Regions from separate parts of the Mus musculus genome. Here regions 1 and 2 are each linked to region 3. A link is a contact called in public ChIA-PET and Hi-C data. All regions are on one chromosome and are shown on one strand. Each heading gives the region's core, a stretch centred on a gene start, on an enhancer-like site or on the middle of the called end of the contact. The rest is flanking DNA. Distances are from core to core; before and after follow the strand shown. Region 1 has its middle 18 kb from the start of Gm51814. Region 2 has its middle 84 kb from the start of Tnfaip3. Region 3 overlaps Gm20139 (predicted gene, 20139).

The links. A called contact is a pair of places that touch in the nucleus more often than the background predicts. ChIA-PET counts read pairs in DNA pulled down with a chosen protein or histone mark.
Region 1: a contact with region 3 is called in an RNA polymerase II ChIA-PET map of effector CD8 T cells, with 81 read pairs. The contact joins two enhancer-like sites. A contact is called at or near these places in 2 of 15 datasets of contacts at CTCF or cohesin (CD8 T cells and the NIH/3T3 cell line), 10 of 484 Hi-C or Micro-C datasets (the Ba/F3 cell line, the C2C12 cell line, CD4 T cells and 5 more) and 12 of 115 datasets of contacts at active chromatin or transcription factors (the 230-238 cell line, CD8 T cells, the HPC-7 cell line and 9 more).
Region 2: a Hi-C map of bone marrow-derived macrophages shows a contact between it and region 3, with 36 read pairs. The contact joins two enhancer-like sites. A contact is called at or near these places in 3 of 39 promoter capture datasets (the 3T3-L1 cell line, hippocampal neurons and pre-B cells), 4 of 15 datasets of contacts at CTCF or cohesin (CD8 T cells, the NIH/3T3 cell line, large pre-B cells and 1 more), 56 of 484 Hi-C or Micro-C datasets (the 63-12 cell line, the AML12 cell line, B cells and 37 more), 29 of 115 datasets of contacts at active chromatin or transcription factors (the 230-238 cell line, CD8 T cells, the HPC-7 cell line and 21 more) and 3 of 9 other capture datasets (bone marrow-derived macrophages, embryonic stem cells and liver).

What each region holds. Positions count from the first base shown.
Region 1 is chr10:19,042,574-19,045,997 of GRCm38.p6, forward strand. No RefSeq gene overlaps it. Among named protein-coding and RNA genes, the nearest start is that of Gm51814, 18 kb to the right of the region's middle. Within about 2 kb of position 1,503, at least 133 of the 459 cell types and tissues checked have an H3K27ac peak or open chromatin away from gene starts, as enhancers often do. A contact at or near this core is called in the C2C12 cell line, CD8 T cells, bone marrow-derived macrophages and 5 more, where this site is marked.
Region 2 is chr10:18,929,449-18,932,945 of GRCm38.p6, forward strand. No RefSeq gene overlaps it. Among named protein-coding and RNA genes, the nearest start is that of Tnfaip3, 84 kb to the right of the region's middle. Within about 2 kb of position 2,228, at least 26 of the 459 cell types and tissues checked have an H3K27ac peak or open chromatin away from gene starts, as enhancers often do. A contact at or near this core is called in ECoMG-derived neutrophils, bone marrow-derived macrophages, double positive thymocytes and 3 more, where this site is marked.
Region 3 is chr10:19,184,173-19,187,659 of GRCm38.p6, forward strand. All of the region lies in intron 2 of Gm20139 (predicted gene, 20139), which reads left to right. Among named protein-coding and RNA genes, the nearest start is that of Gm20139, 44 kb to the left of the region's middle. Within about 2 kb of position 1,984, at least 168 of the 459 cell types and tissues checked have an H3K27ac peak or open chromatin away from gene starts, as enhancers often do. A contact at or near this core is called in the C2C12 cell line, CD8 T cells, ECoMG-derived neutrophils and 8 more, where this site is marked.

The sequences.
Region 1 (3,424 bases), core at 253-2,752, 140 kb before region 3:
TGTCATCTCTCTACAAACAACTTTTCTGTCTACTCATCATATGCTTCTCAACGTTCTTAGAGAATCTTTAAACATATGTACATTTTAGCATGATATATATTTAGTCACATGTCTATTACTCCACTTAACTATAATTTCCTTAAAGGTAAGGATTAAGGTTCTGTCTTTTATAAGTCCATGCGTACTACTAGTTCAACAACAGCACAGTGGTACAGGCAAAGCACTTGGCTAGTTATGGAAAGCATACAAATAAAACAATGTGTAAATTTCTTCACGTAGTAAGAAAGTAGTAACCTGGAGTAGTGAATTTACACACGCAGGGCTTTAGTTAGGATCATCAGTGTTTTTCCACAGACCCAGTGTTAGCTGCTTAGTCCCTGAGCAGCACCATTGATCACTGAGCCTCTGTGATGTGACGCGTAGTAGGAAGCCATAAGATCACTGAGGATATAGACCGTGCTCCCCTTTCTCTGCCTTTCCTTTCTGGATGGTGAAGGGAGTGGTTTTGCTCGGTTGTACACTCCAGCCACCACTTGATACTTCCACAGTCCCAAAGCAATAGTGAGAACTAAATGTGGCCAAAGCCACAAAAGCTGTGAGCCAGGACAACTTTTCTCTTTGTGAGTTAATTGCCTCAGGGGTGTCACTAGAGTGAGATCTGACTAATGCAGCCAGGCACCAACATACAGGAATGTCACCCATAATACATGAAAACTTCCACGTGGAAAACAACCTCTTTCAAGGCAGGCATATATCTTCTGAGTCTGTAGGACTGCGAACGTGAGATTTTTTATTTCCTTGGGTATATTCTCTGACTCCAGACATCAGGCATATTCCGTGACTCAAGATTTTGTTTGGTTTTGCTTTTTAGGTTTTCTTGATAAAATCACTTTCTCTTTCCAAAGTTCTAACAGTTCTGACAATGGACATAGCTTTTCACAGAAGCTTAAGCATTTTGACTACCTAGGGTGGCATGGACTAGTGTTCTGGCAGGCATTCAGACTACAAAATTCAGTGGTTTTGCCACCATACATGTATAATGTTATGTAAATGAGACTCCAAGAGGGAAAATGTAGAGAAGTGCAGGACAGGGCTTTGTAGCATGTAATTTTTGCTACCCTGCTTTAAGCTCTGGGTGGACTGTGTTATCAGCCCCACCCAGGTTCTCTTGGATCCTCGGATGAAACACACACACACACACACACACGCTTATTTTTCAACCTGCCTTATTGGCTCAGTTGCTGGGTGCTTCTAATCTCCCATGGCTAGATTGCCTTTTCCAATACTCTTAGCACCCTAAATCTGCCCTCAGCTTTAGTTCCTACCCCAGGCCCAGTTGGGGAAGTAGCTAATGGCCACTTCACCCTAGATCTCACATGGCTGATGGCCTTTTCTCCCTCTGAAGCATGGCAAAATCTCTCTTCCTCTCATTGCATATCTTTAGCTTCTACTGCAGGGGACATGGAAGTCCCGCCTCTTTCCTTCTGCCCAGCAATTGGCCCCTGGCATCTTTATTGATAGATCAAGAACCAATTGGGAAACAGGATTTTACCACCAAGAGCCACTCCCTACAGGACTTAAAGAGAAAATCACTGTGAGAGAACGACATCAATCAGACAAGCTGAGTAGTACACACTGGAACACAGTGAATCAATTAGGTCAGCCTCCTTGATGATACAAATTAGCAAGGCCTGTTTGTGAACAGTAGAGATTGTTAGAATTCTTTCAAATCAGAAAATTGAACTAACTCTTGTAATGCATGCGCTCTCTCTCTGTCTCTGTCTCTGTCTCTCTCGCTCTGTCTCTCTCTCTCTCTCTCTCTCTCTCTCTCTCTCTCTCTCTCTCTCTCTCTCTCTCTCTCTCTCTCTCTCTCTCTCTCTCTCTCTCTCTCTCTCGATAAGGTCTTTTACTGAACTCAGAGCTTACCAACTGGATAGACAGGTCAGGCAGCAAGAGACCTCCTGTCTCTACCAACCAGTTTTCAGATTACAACTGAGGTCCTCATGCTGGTATAACAAACATTTAACAGAGCAAACCATCTGACAAGGCAGATTTTTATTCTTATAAGTAGGCAAGTTTAGGAAATACTAAATGGGTTCATTTTAACTCCTGATATCAAATTTAGTCCTAAAAGTTTCACAAATCCCTCTACTTACAATCCCAGCTTCCCCATACTGATGCCCACAGAGTTTACTCTCTCTTTTTTCACCAATCCTTCTCTCTCAGGATCCCTCTTTTCCTCTACTTCCTTCCCCTCCCCCCCCCTCTTTTCTTTCCTCCTTTCAAATTCCTGCCCCCTCTTTGTCCAGAATTCGCTCAGTTCAGTGTTTTATGAGGAGTCCGGGGAGTCCTGCCCTGCAAGTGGAGGTAAAGGCAGCAGAAGCCACAGGTGCTGCAGGTCACTACTTGATGTCACTCATGAATTTACGAACATACAGAGGTGATTTCGGTATATTACCTAACTATATCACCAGGTGAGTTTGTTTGCTTTTTACATGCTGATCAAATAAAGTCGGATCATAAAGCCGAGCTGTTCAATTCCCTTCAGAAAGTCCCTAGTCCTTCCACTTGGGAATTTTGAATCTGAAAAGTTCGAGCATTTTCTATGTGATTTTCTTTCTAAAAATACAACTTGCGTGAAGCCTGGTACTATTTTCACTTTGTGCACTCAGCATGATAAGCAGCACCTGGGGAAGTGTTGCTTGTATCAACTCTAACCTTAGGCCTCTGTTGCTCTGAGCAGTACTCTTGGCATTTTCAGAGAGACTCCTTCCTGGTCCTGACCGTTCTGTTGCCTCTTAAGGTTTAAACATATGGGTTGAAGGTAAGTACATTGTATTATCTAGGTGCCAGGCACTCTATTTGTTGCATGATCAGCATATGGATTTGTGCCTCTACCTGAAATAGGTTGTTAAAAAATAAATATGCAACCACACATAACAGCTGATACTGAAGAAATATTTGGATGAGATGAAGACGTCACTCATCCCTGACCATCTCATACATGCTGAAGATAGAACAGAGTATTAAGAGGGACATGATACCCCATGCAGTACTTAAAATTCCTGTGACTATAGTATGGACTTGTCTGCTGAATAGTAGGATATCTGAAGGAAAAGACCTTGCTTTGACAGATCATTAATATTTCTTAGCACAAGGTGGCACACAATAAGTGTGTGTAAATGTTTATGAAACTTGACTCTAACTAAGACATGCCTCTGGTTAATTTTGAACCCCACACTAGAATAATCCATCCTTGTTGTAGTTGAAAAAAAATGTACTCTCTTCCACCATGTCCTATTAGGAAAAAGTGATAACAAGCACTTTGTTAAGTAGGTTTTCCAAAAAAACATTATGCAGTTCGTTTCTTGTAAAGCCTTTTGTCTGTCACCTGTGTGTCTTTTCCTAATATGGTCAGTAATGC
Region 2 (3,497 bases), core at 978-3,477, 250 kb before region 3:
GAAAGCAGCAGCAATCTCACATCCCAGATCCTGGGGCTCTCCCAGGGTGTGATTCCTTATCAGCTTCTGAGGAAACATGAGCAAATTTGCCACTTATTTATAGCATCTGTGTCAGATGTCACCTGAGCCAACCCTCTTACCTAGCTGTGAAATGAAACCAAGTCATTAGAAGCACCAAGAAGAAATTAACCACGCATGGAGTCCCAAGGCAACAAAAACTCCCTTCCTCTTCCCCACCAACCATCTTCCTTTCCTTTTTCCTTTCCTTCCCACCACCACATGCAAGTCTTTGGTGTGTATCACATGCAGGTACTGTGAGATATTAAGATGTGCACAAAAGCAGTCTTGCTCTAAAGAAAGTAACTAGCTAGCAGAGATACACAGGCATGAAAAAAATAATCTGTGTAAATATTTTAAAGCAAAAGTGAGGGACAAAAAAAAAGTGCCATTGATAAGGGCAGTGTGGAATATGATACCAGGGAGAGAGTGTGGTTTAGCTAACAATAAAACCAATGATCCAATCTGGGAAGCTTGGTAAAGTCATCACCATTCACACAGTGATGGACAGTTATTTCTGGCTCTCTTCCTTATTTGCCTCAACAAGAACACATGCCCAAGTAAGTAAACTGCCTTGTGGTAATGACTTTAGGCTAGGGTTGTTCATAGACAGGTAGGAGTGTCAAGGTCCCTTGCCTTAAACTCTCTTTCTTAACTGATTGATCCAGGGTCTCAGGTTCCCAGACTGGCTTAGACTGGTTGTTTTCAGTGTCATAACCGCTCCAGTGCAATGCTAGGCGATGAGATGATATTCTGGACACTAAACTGCTAGCAAGCACTCACCCATCTGTCACAGTGGCCAGCTTTCCACACTGGGAGGGAACTTTACTCATACAATTAGTTAGAAACAGAGACGTAGAGAGTACGAGGCATGACCATGAAGTACTTAAAGAAACAGCCAGATCGCAGAAGGCGTGGGGTAGGACCATGTATTGGCGGTCCACCAGAGATACTGAAGAGACATTTTCTGGCCATAGGAAATTTGGAGAAAGATTGATTACACACAGCCAACTTGTATATCCTTGAAATCATTCCCAGAGTCTTAGCTATGCTAATACGCCCTTGTACATTTAACAAAAGCATTGACATAAGGGACCGAGGAGATGGTGCGCTAGGTGGATTTCCTCATGTCTTAATGCTTCTGACAGCTTGGTTTACTCTCATGGCTTAGATGAGAGGGGATTTGGACTATATAACATTTTCACAGCAAGCACGAAGGCCTGAGTGTGAACCCCCAGAAACTGTGTAAAACTCCAGGGGTTGGCAGTGTACACCTGTAACTACAATGCTACAGAAGGCAGTGAGAGAAATATTTCTGGGTCTTGCTGGTGAGTATTGATCCAGGTTCAGTGAGAAACTCTGTGTCATGAAAATAAGGCAGGAAGTGATATAACAGGTACCCAACATCTAGACTCCACATATACACACAGACACAAGTACCTGCATATATGTGTGCACATATGCACACAATAAACATATACAAACACACACACAAAGAAAATGTGTGTGAGAGAGAGAGAGAGAGGGAGAGGAGAGAGGGAGGGGGAGGGGAGGGGAAGGGAGAGGGGGAGGGGGAGGGGAAGGGAGAGTTGATTATCAGTAATATTGACAACTATAGCTGCTGCCTAGGAATTGCTTTCTTTCAGGAGCTACACAGTGTCTGCTCTTTAGGCTGTCATCTGTGGTTGTCATTTGCATGTTCTTATAACTCTTAAGAACATGCTTTTATTCTAGATATTGTTTTACAAAATGGAAACTTAGCTGTTTAGAAGAGTCTGTAAACCTTGGCAGTTGACATGACAGTGGATTCTGACTGGATTTTCTGCTCTGACCCCAAGACAATGTCCTCAGCTGATTCTGCTTGGACTAAGGTTCTAAACGGGGACTGGAAAACTTCTTTTGGCAAAGGGCCAGGGGGTAAACACTTTTGCTTTGTGGGCACTGTGGTATCAGCTTCTATTTCTTAACTTTGTTGCTGTAATGTGAAGAAAGCCATTGGTGCTGTGTAAATAGATGGGTGTGGCTATGGTCCAATTAGACTATATTTATAGAAAATGGAGAAGAGCTTGCTCTAAAGAACTAAAATGGGCAAATATACACAGTCAAAAATCACCTCATGGTAGCAGTTGTTGCTTCAAAAACTCTACTTTTAGCAATACAGGAAACTACTTCCCTTATGTTCTTGGGTCTGAGGAAACAAAACAATGAAGAACCGACAGTTTCCTGTTTCTGTCAGTATCAGGCAGGAGAGAGAAAAATTTCTTGCACTGGGAAGAAGAAATAGGGATAGTGAACCTGTGGGTCAGGGTAAGTTGAGGCATGGAGCCAAATACAGTGTTTTGGTTTTAATGTCCTCCACAGGCTCATATTTTGAACATTTATTCCCATGCTGACACTGTTTTAGAAGGCTGCTTAGTCTTTAGGAAGTAAAGTCTGGATGGCAGAAGTAGATCAGTAGACATGGGCCTTGGAGGTTATATCCTCCATGGGTCCAGCCTGCTCTCTCTGCTAACTGGCCATGTGACCATCAAACTCCTCTGGCACAGACTGAGGTCCTACCATGCTTTTTCACTGTAAATGGACTGGAATCTTTTAAAGTCATGAGTGAAACAAATCTTTCCTCAGTTAAGTTATTTCTGGTGGGTATTTGGTTACATTAATGCAAAATTGACAAATATACTGATTCTCAGTGTTGACTTCCCTACTTGCAATACCTGGGATACCAACATGGGTATCTACCTGATTTCTGAGTCTCAAGTTCCATTTCCATAAACAGATGAGAAGCGATGTTGGCCAGCTTTCTAAAGTTGAGTCTAGAAGGCAAGAGGAAGATAGCTGAACAGAGAGAAATAACAGCTGCCCAAGTATGGGACTCACCGGAAAGCTTCTTCATAAAGTGACGAATTGGAAGAAGACCCTGGGCACCAGATAGGAGCTGAGACTTCCAGGAATAAATCCTATTACAGCCTGGGGGTAAGTCCCTTGAAAGCAGAAGGGAATCAATAACAATCTTACTTATTTTTATTGTTAATCTTGGGTATCACGTTGATTATATGTGAAGTCGACTGAGAGACTCTGAGGGTTGGAGGGCTCCTAAGGGTATTTCCTGAAAGGACAGGTGGAAGGGGACGAGCTCTCCTTTAGAGTGGGGGCATCTTTGGTAGCTCCGATAAAGACAATCCAAGTGGAAAAGTTTCGATATTTGCCTGCTGGGTTTCTTTCTTTTTTTAATTGAAAATATTTTGTTTCATATAATATATTCTGATTACTGTTTCTCCTCCCTCATCTCCTTCCAGATCCTGTCTTCATTTCCACTCCTCAAATTCCATGCTATTATTTTTCTCTCTCTCTCTTAAGAAAAAGACCCAGGCATATAGAAAAGACAAACAAACAAGAATATAACAAACTAAAAGGCAACAAAAAGGGAATAAAGAGCATGA
Region 3 (3,487 bases), core at 734-3,233:
TTTATAGCCGTTGTGGAAAGTGAATGCATAAAACCATGCCCCACTTCTCAGGGTGGGCCTGAGATTAAATACCTTTTTTGGGGGAGGCTTGTCTGGGAAGGGAATCTTATTGGCAACGCCCACCCCCCGGCCTCTAGGTACCACATTGGCATGGAGATCTCTTTTCCTCTTGTGTTGGTCTGAAATGTTGTGGATGTCTCATCAAAATCTGGAAGGGCTTGGGGCTTTGCCCTCATGTGACTGATGGCCACAGATCTATGGGAGAGGGCTGTGTCTATGTGACAGGGGCCTGGTGCCCCAAGCAGGCAAAGCTCCTACCATCCCTTCAGGTCTCTGGGGCTTCCAATCCTTTAGCTCAAGGGAGGACCAGGCTACCTCTCACAGTCCACTGCTTATAAAATCACAGTATATTCCTTATAAAATCTTCATGGTAACCTGAGGCTGTTCCTGGACAGCTGTTCTCTCTATTTTATCTTCCTGGGTCCCTTAAGACATTTACATTTTAACCCTAGATCTATTTGTTTAACCAGATAGTAGATTCTTCTAAGCTAAAATTTAAGACATAGGACACCATAAACATGCTTTAGCCCTTGGGGGCTGAGGATTGTGGGTATTGTTGGGTATGTGAGAGTTACTATAAAGATGAGTAAGTCTGGTTCCCCTCCCCGCATTGTTCTCCAGTCTTTGATGGGACCCTTTACTCAGTTTCTGCTTCATGCCATTCAGATCTTTTACACAGTCTACTCATTAAATGACACTTTTAGGTGGTTATGGTCTTGTTGATGTTGAACTACAGATAACGTAGAAGCAAAAAGCAGACAGGCCGTCCACGGCAGAGCTAAGCAAGTTGTTTTGACCGTAACCCACAGCAGATGTTACCGTCAGGACTCTGTGTACTGTGATGTACTCTGATCTAGTCCCTCCCCATCCCATGATGCTTGCTACGGCCTACAGAGTTGAGTTCTCAAGCAAAACTGTGCTCCGTTTCATGTGCTCTGTGGTTTATGAAGCTCAAATAGCCAGGTTTAAGAAGTTTTGGTTTCTCTTAAGAAATATCTGGTGTCACTCATGGAGGCTCACACCTCCTGTAATTCTACCACTTGGGAGACTAAGACGGAAATAGTGCTGAGATTTCAAGGCCAGCCTGGATCTTAAAACACCAAAGCAGTTGTTTTTATTTGTTTTGTTTTGCTTGTTTGTTTGTTTCATTGGTTGGGTTTTTTTTTTTTTCTCCTTATTATGAAGACTCCTTATCTATTCATCAGTTGGGATCTCTTGTCATATTCTCTCTCTCTCTCTCTCTCTCTCTCTCTCTCGGTTTAGTATCTTGAGTTAGGGCCTTACTGAGTATTCACGATCCTCCTGCCTCAGTCTCCTGAGTGCCAGGATTTCAAGTGTATGATACCATGTCTAGCTTGGCCAGAGCTTTTTGTTTTAAAATACAGTGTCGTGGATAGAGGAGACAGTTTTGCTCTATTGGAGTCTTATCTACTGAAACTTTTCTACTCGCAGTGGAGTCCTGGAACTGGAGAGAAATTCCGAGGGCAGGTCAGAAGCCTCCACTCCAGGGTGTCCCAGTTAAACCTTTCCAGGTTTAGACTGGGAATCCTGATAAAGTAAGTCACAAAAACGTTAGCTCTTTTCTCTTTTCAACATGCCCCTCTGCACAGCACTGGCCTCCAGCGTGGTTTACCAGCGATCAGCTTGCTGAAGTTTTGATGTCCCTGCAAAGTGCCCAGGTGGCTTGTTTTACTTTGTTTTGAGTTCCCCTGGCGTTCCTTCCAGGTCGCAGTTGCACGGTTGATTTGTTGACTGTGGTTTGAGGTCAATAAGAAGCTTATTCTAGAGAAAGGTGGAGAGAAAACAAAACAAAACAACCACCCAAGATTCAATTGCCCGCGTCAAACAGCTGAGGAAGCTGAGTGTTGTCAGTGGTCGTGAAAAGGAAGAGTGACGTCACTCATTGGTGAAGCAGAGTCGTGTGCTGCCATCTATTGGTAATTCTGTAAAACTGCAGGGTTTAAGCTTTTAATGCCACTTGTTTTAAAACTATCTTGGGAGTGGGGGAGAACTAAGATTCATTTCACCTGCTCTCTAAAGTTCTCCTTCCCAAGCAGCCTAGATCTAGTTAAAGACACTGTGGCTGGCAATGACCTATCTTTAACCCGGAAGAAGCTCCTCAATACGGGAGACCAAAGGGACGGGGGGAATTCCCACACCGGCTCCTGACTGTCCAAGCCGACACACTTCCCCTTCAGGATGGTTTGAGGGAAGAAGAGCCTGTCTGCACGTCTGAGAGATTTCAAAGAACACTCTGTTCTTATCCTTCAGATCTCTGATTGCTTCATGGGCTTTCTGAGAGCGTGTGCAGAGGGGAGCTTTTACACCAAACAAAACAGCTCCTGGGTGTTTGATGCCTGATGCTTCTACGTTCTCCAGTGTCTGGATGGTTTGTCTTTGAGTGAAAAAGGACATTGCATTCCCACCACTTCCATTATCAAAGAGGCTCAGTTCATTCACAAAAGGAAATTGATGCCTAAATAAAGTTAACAGAATTCTATGTTTAAAGGGTTTACACTGGAAAAAATAATCACTTAGTGGCAAATACAATTTAACTAATTAGGCAACTATGTATACTTGTGAGATTTATTTCAAGGGAAATGAATGGCCATGGTTCTGTGGTTCTGTGTGTTTGTGTGTGTGTGTGTGTGTGTGTGTGTGTGTGTGTGTGTGTTTGTGTGTGTATAGATAGATAGATAGACAGACTCTTCTTGTTGGATGCTCAGATACATAAATGAGCAATGAAATTAAAATCTTTAGCCCTAAAGCCACAACAGTAGGAACTGGTAATAAGTAGTTAGGTGGAAGCATGCAGGGAAGGAAGGTGTGTGGAGGGGCAGGTCACCATTTTTTTGGGGGGGGGGGGTGATCAAGGTGTGCCTTAGGAAAACTGCATCTGAACAGAGACTCCAAGTGTGTGGAAGAGTTAATCTTGTAGGCATGAATAGGAATATACTAGATGTGGGGGTCAGAGGGAGTTTGTGCAAAGGACCCAGGCTGTGTCTGGAATGGTAGTCTGAGACAGTGTTCATGGTAGTACAGAGGGACAGGTTGGGCAACTCCTCTTGAGGAAGCTGTCTTGCCCTTCCTCCTCCAGCAGTAAGACTTACACCCAGGGCTTCATGCACGCACGCTGGGCAAGCAAATCTACTAAGCTATACTATAACTTTGGGTTTTAGTCTTAAGTGCAAGGAGTCACTACTGTCTTAAACCAAGGAACCCTGTAATTTTGCACAGCTCTTACAAGAGTTACTCCAGCTGGCCCTTTTAGATAGAAAATAGGCAAATAGGCAAGGTAGGAGATCCATAGGAGACCTAAATTCAGTCAAGCTAGGGACACTGTTGGCTTGCACTGCATTTATAATGGGGTAGGGGGTTGAGAAATGATGAGATTCTGTACGTCAAAATTTAATGACAGATTCATGAG